2 separate regions of the Anas platyrhynchos genome follow, and region 2 is linked to region 1. A link is a contact called in public Hi-C data. All regions are on one chromosome and are shown on one strand. The core of a region is the stretch at or near the end of the contact, and the rest is flanking DNA. Distances in the headings are between cores, read along the strand shown.

Region 1 (2,961 bases), core at 166-2,665:
TTTGGTGCCGCACCAAAAAGGCTGGGGCTGGGAAGGGAGCGGGTACAAAGCCGGGCATGTGGGGAGGGAAAACAGGCCGGGAGCTGTGTGCTGGCAGCAGAACGGAGGGTACAAAATTCCTACAAAAGGAGATGGAGAAACAAGCCAGCTGCAGCTGGACGCTGTGTGGCTCAGATTTCACTTCCTTCCTCTCCCCCTTTTTATTTAAGGTCTTCACCTCTGTCGCAGGAGTGAATGCAGACCAAATAACCTGGAAAGCGCTGTAAATATACATGTCAAGTAGCTACACAAAAAGGCACTTTTACTTCAACTTGTTTCCTTGTCACCCAGTGTTGGCAAACTAAGTGAAAATACTCCAGGAGTTGGAGTTGATGATCCTTATGGGTCCCTTCCAACTCGGGATATTCAGTGATTCTGTGACTCCCACCTGATTAGTGCTGGCTGCCCACCAACACCTGCCATTGCTGGTGACCAGCCCTGGCTTCGGCTCCTGGGTGCAGTTGGTGTCTGACCCAGCCGGCAGAGCCTCTAAGAAGCAAATAAAGAAACACGCTTCTCCCTCAGTCATTAAAAACTTACAGCCATTTGAGTTTTCAAGCACCTGGCGTTCCAAACACAACCTTTTCACTTTTATTTTTTTAATCTACAATCTAAGTCCCATTGAATGTAGAAGTAGTTCGTTAAGGGCTAAATAGCACCGTGGTGAGCGGGTCGCTGATTCGAGCCCCCACCATACGTTGTGCTCTGGGCTGTGACCAAGGACTTGGCCCTTTTGGTTTTAACCCCTTTTCAGTTCTCATTTTTCCTCTCACACTGGGAGTCACCGGGCACCACCCCATAGGAAAACTCTGGATATTTCAACCCGGCCTTTATATAAAGCGCTGGCACCTGCCAGTTGTGTGTGAGGCGCTCAGGTTAAACTTGGAGGCAGACACCTGCAAGCGTGGGGGTGAAGCAAGCCGAGGTGGCTCCCCCAGAAGCCATGACAGGGGCTGGGAGGGGCGGCGTTCCCGCACCGATTAACGCTACAAACACCTTGATGCACGTTAACGTTCACATTGGAACGGGCTGCCCAGGGAGGTGGTGGAGCCACCATCCCTGGAGGTCTTTAAAAGACGTTTAGATGTAGAGCTTAGGGATATGGTTTAGTGGGGACTGTTAGCGTTAGGTCAGAGGTTGGACTCGATGATCTTGAGGTCTCTTCCAACCTAGAAATTCTGTGATTCTGGGATTATTTTACAACCACTTTTGGTCCCTCAGGAACCAACAGAGCACTGCGCATGCGCCACACCCGCGGCGCGCACGCACTGAGGCGCCGCAGCCTCCCCCCCCCCAGCCCCACTGCGCAGGCGCCGCCCCCCCCCTCCCCGCGCGTCCCCGGCCGAAGGCGGGAGGGGGCGCGCGCGCACGCGCAGTGGCAGCAGCGGCGGCGGCGGCGGCGGCGGCTCGGTGCGGGCCGCGGGGCTGCGTGCGGCGGCGGGGCGCGCGCGCGCTGCGCCTGCGCGGTGGGCGGCGGCGGGGGATTGTGGGATACTGCGGCCCGGCGGGCGGGTGAGTGAGGCGCCGCGCGGCGCGGTGGGGGCGGCGGGGGCCGGGAGCGGCCCTGACGGGGCCCGGCCGGGCGGGGGGGGCCGCTGAGGGCTTCCCGGAGCCGCCCGGAGCTGGAGGAGCCGCCCGGCCCTCGGCCGCTGACCCCCCTCTCCCCGTGTGTTCGCAGCGGCGGCGCGATGGCCTCCAGCAGCGGCACCGACGTGATCCAGGTGACCAACGTGTCCCCCAGCGCCAGCTCCGAGCAGATGCGGACGCTCTTCGGCTTCCTGGGAAAGATCGAGGAGCTGCGCCTCTTCCCCCCGGAGTGAGTCGGCCCGGCCGCCTCCCCTCCCCCCCTCCCGGCACGCCTCCCGCCGCCATGGCGCCCGGCACGGCTCGGCACGGCCCCGAGCCGCGGGTGTGGGGCCTGGGGGGGCCTTCGCGGCCTCTTTCCCGGCGGAGCCGCCCGTGCTGGGCAGGCAGCGGGGCTGCAGGAGGCTGCTGGGGGCCTGGTCCCCAGCTGGTGTTAAGGACAGCAGCGTGGTTCCCTGGTAAAAGTTGTGCACAAAGCGGGCGGCTGGGGGCTGATCCACAAGCCTGATTGGTGCCATTTTCAGGGAAAAAGGCATCGCAGTGTGAGTTTTTTTATCACTCAGCCTTCAATCGCTGCTAGCCCAAAGCCAGGGGTGCTTGTCCGTCCCGCCAGCCGGTCACAGATCACGCTGAGGATCGGTTTTCTGGGGCTCCGTGCAGTTCCTTTGAGTTGGCCAGCGGTGACTTCATGTCGGGAATTAGGCGCGGAAGGAAGGGGGATGTGTTCGTAGCTGGGTGTGGGACACTGCCAGGCCTGAGCGCTGCTGTGCGAGGGCCGGGACAGCCGTACTGCAGCGGCACAGCAGCGGTGCTCAGCAGCCAACCGAGTGAACTGCATTAAAAAAAAAATGCGGTTATTTGAGGTGCTGCTCGATACTTTAATGTTTTGTCCAGGTTTCAAGAGAGGTTACTATAGGTGAGCTCTGCTTCTGAAACTTTGTACTGTTTTAGATACACATTAACTAAGGTGTCAGAAGATGGCTTCTGTGGTTTCAGAATGAAGTGTTCTGAGGGGGGGAAAAAAAAAGCTCATCCCAGCAGCTCTCTTTTTGGCACAGCTGAGGCTGGCTGTGTGTTCATGAGTTACCTCCTCTGCACCAGTGTGCTGTGAAGTGGTGGCCCCGCGAGACCTGGCTCAGAAGCCTGTGAGGGGTGTGTTGTAGGGCTGGGCTGTGAGGTGGGACAGCTGGCTCTGGAGAGTCTGAATTGAATCCTGGTGTCTGTAGTGTCTGATACTAGTTGGGTACGAGGGGATACCTGTGTTCAAAGGAAACTTTTTGGATTGTGTCCCGGTGTACGTTTGTTTCCACCAGGCTGGGCTGCACTTGCCTGCTGCCT
Region 2 (2,961 bases), core at 303-2,802, 130 kb after region 1:
CACCTGTATGATCTCTGGGACCCTGCTCAATCCCAACGAGCAGAGCAGGTGGTCCACGAGGCAGCCTGGCCTCCCCTATGCCTGGAGGGGCAGCAGCAGCCCTGGGATGTGCCATCGAGCGGACTCCCTCAGTGACACCCTGCTGGTCCCAGGCTGCAGGACTGGGAGACTGAACAGCGCCGAGCGCTGCCAGAACAGGTGAGTGCTGGGAGTGTTGGTTACCCCCGCACACGGACTGCCCCTTGTCCCCGTTACCCTGCTGGCACACGCAGGACGCACCGTGCAGCAGTGCTAACTGCACGCTCAGTCACCCTACAGCTGCCAAACGGACGTACAGATGCGGGTCTCTCCTGTTTTCTTACAGCCTGATACAGCCTGGTGCACCAACGTGTGCAAGGGCTTTTGCTCACTGCTGGCACTGGCTTTATTGAGGTAAAATTGGGTTCGGGTTGCAGAAAACACAAGTTGGGAAGAAAACCCAGCCAAGTTTCACCAGTTAGAGTTCAGAAAGCTGAGTCAACAAACAAAACCCCAAATGGTTCAAAGCCCTCAAATTATAAGAAGACCCCCAATCCCCTGAAGTATTCCATGAAGGCAGTCCTTTGCTAATGCAGACCTTCACATTCTCAAGTGATGGCTTCCGATATCAGCTATTTAACTCTGTGCTAAACTATACTCGTTAGGTATTCAGTGACTATTGGAAAAGAACTTCCAAACTGCAGTGAAGCTGCTACTTCCATCTGTTTGTTCCTAATTTGGGAAGTGTCTTGGCTTACCTGACATGGAACACAAGCTTCTACTGCTCTGGCCCTGATTTTTTAGCCTTTTCCCAGGCCCGTTACTCAAATACCTGCCGCCCACCAACCAAAAGGGCACGCTGCCCGCAGGGCACAGCCGCCTGTACCCTGACAGCGCTCAGCACACCGCTGCCTTCCCCCCGCCAGGGCTACACACAGCGCTGCACCCCGCGGGGTCACCCAGGCCGCGGGTGGGTTCCCGGCCCCCGGGGTGCGGTTCCCAGGCCCCGTACGTTTTGCACTGCCAGTCGTTGGCGCTGAAGAGGCCGCGGCTCTTCTCCGCCAGCGTCTTGCCGATCTCCGTGCCCCCGGCCTTCATCATCTTGGCTTCCGTCGTTTTCTCTGCAACACAACAACAGCAACAACAACGCCCCGTGGCGGGCGCGTCCCGGCGGCACCGGGCCCTGAGGGGCCGTGAGGGGCCGTGAGGGGGCCGTGAGGGGCCGGTCCGGGCTCACCTCTCCCGCAGCGATTGCAGCTGGTTCTCCTGGCGAAGTTGACGTTCCCGCACCTGCGGAGGAGCAGACGGTGACACGGGCCCGGCCCCGCCGTTCCGCCCCCTCCCGCTCTCCCCCGGCCGCCCCCCGGCGCCGCTCACTTCTTGTCGGGGCAGATCCAGTCCCCGTCGCTCACGCGGAAATTCTTGGTCGACATCTTGCGGCCGCCGCCGAGCCGCGGGAGGACTGTGTGTGTGTGAGGAGGGGGGAAGAAGGACCGGGGTCCTCCTCCGCGCGGGCTGCCCCGCGGCGCCTGCAGCCCGCAGCCCGCAGTGAGCTGTGCGGCCGCCGGGCGGGATTGCGCTCAGGCAGCGGCGCGGCCGCCTCAGCGCGGCGGAGGGGAGAGGGGGGGGTGAGGGAGGAGCGCCCCCAGGCGGCCGGAGGGCTGGCGGCCGCGCAAGGCGCATGCGCACAGCGGGGCCGGAGGGGGGCGCTGCGGGAGCGCGGCGGGCGGGGAGCGCGGGGCCCGCTGAGGGGAGAGAGGGGGGATGCGGGAGTCAGGCGTTAATGTGGGGATAAAGCGGCCCCCGGCAAACGAACAAACAAATAAACGAGTAAATAAATAAATAAATAAGTAAATAAACAAGTAAATAAACACATAAGTAAATAAATACATAAGTAAATAAATAAATAAATGAGTAGGAGCGTCACTGTCACCATGCATGACCAACACTGGAAGCTGAATGCACGGGAGCTGAACACAGAATTGCTGGCGTGCACGTCCTGTGGGACAGGAGGGGGCACGGGGCACCCACAGCATGCAGTACATATCTCACAGGATCACAGAATCACAGAATTTCTAGGTTGGAAGAGACCTCAAGATCATCGAGTCCAACCTCTAACCTAACACTAACAGTCCCCACTAAACCATATCCCTAAGCTCTACATCTAAACGTCTTTTAAAGACTTCCAGGGATGGTGACTCCACCACCTCCCTGGGCAGCCCATTCCAGTGCCTAACAACCCTTTCAGTAAAGAAGCTCTTCCTAACATCTAACCTAAAACTCCCCTGGCGCAAATTAAGCCCGTTCCCCCTCGTCCTGTCACCAGGCACGTGGGAGAACAGGCCAACCCCCACCTCGCTACAGCCTCCTTTAAGGTATCTGTAGAGAGCGATAAGGTCGCCCCTGAGCCTCCTCTTCTCCAGGCTGAACAAGCCCAGCTCCCTCAGCCGCTCCTCGTAGGTCTTGTTCTCCAGACCCCTCACCAGCTTCGTTGCCCTTTTCTGGACTTGCTCGAGCACCTCGATGTCCTTCTTGTAGCGAGGGGCCCAAAACTGAACACAGTACTCGAGGTGCGGCCTCACCAGAGCCGAGTACAGGGGGACGATCACCTCCCTAGCCCTGCTGGTCACAGTGTTTCTGATACAAGCCAGGATGCCGTTGGCCTTCTTGGCCACCTGAGCACACTGCTGGCTCATATTCAGCCGACTGTCCACCATCACTCCCAGGTCCTTCTCTGCCTGGCAGACCTCCTGTGAGCCTGACTCCTCCGCTGCCCGCTGACACTGCCCCGCTGCTCAGGCCAGGCTCTGCTTACATCAGGGGGATACGAGCAGTAACAAAACCAGAAACTGGCCCTGAAAAGTCAATTCATACCTTCAGGAAGGAGCCTTTCAGAAGTAACAGGAATATCAGTCAAACAGCGTGATGTCAGGGAAACAAAAA

What was found. A called contact is a pair of places that touch in the nucleus more often than the background predicts.
Region 2: a contact with region 1 is called in a Hi-C map of skeletal muscle, with 3 times the contacts expected there. The contact joins the promoter of ZRANB2 here to the promoter of SRSF11 in region 1. A contact is called at or near these places in 2 of 8 Hi-C or Micro-C datasets (liver and skeletal muscle).

Annotation. Positions count from the first base shown.
Region 1 is chr8:38,660,098-38,663,058 of IASCAAS_PekinDuck_T2T, forward strand. SRSF11 (serine and arginine rich splicing factor 11) reads left to right here and starts at 1,416. Exons shown (of 13, transcript XM_027463613.3): 1 at 1,416-1,551; 2 at 1,718-1,855. The coding sequence starts at 1,728. LRRC40 (leucine rich repeat containing 40) reads right to left here and starts at 92. Exons shown (of 15, transcript XM_027462566.3): 1 at 1-92.
Region 2 is chr8:38,794,319-38,797,279 of IASCAAS_PekinDuck_T2T, forward strand. ZRANB2 (zinc finger RANBP2-type containing 2) reads right to left here and starts at 1,553. Exons shown (of 10, transcript XM_027462569.3): 1 at 1,396-1,553; 2 at 1,256-1,308; 3 at 1,031-1,139. The coding sequence starts at 1,451.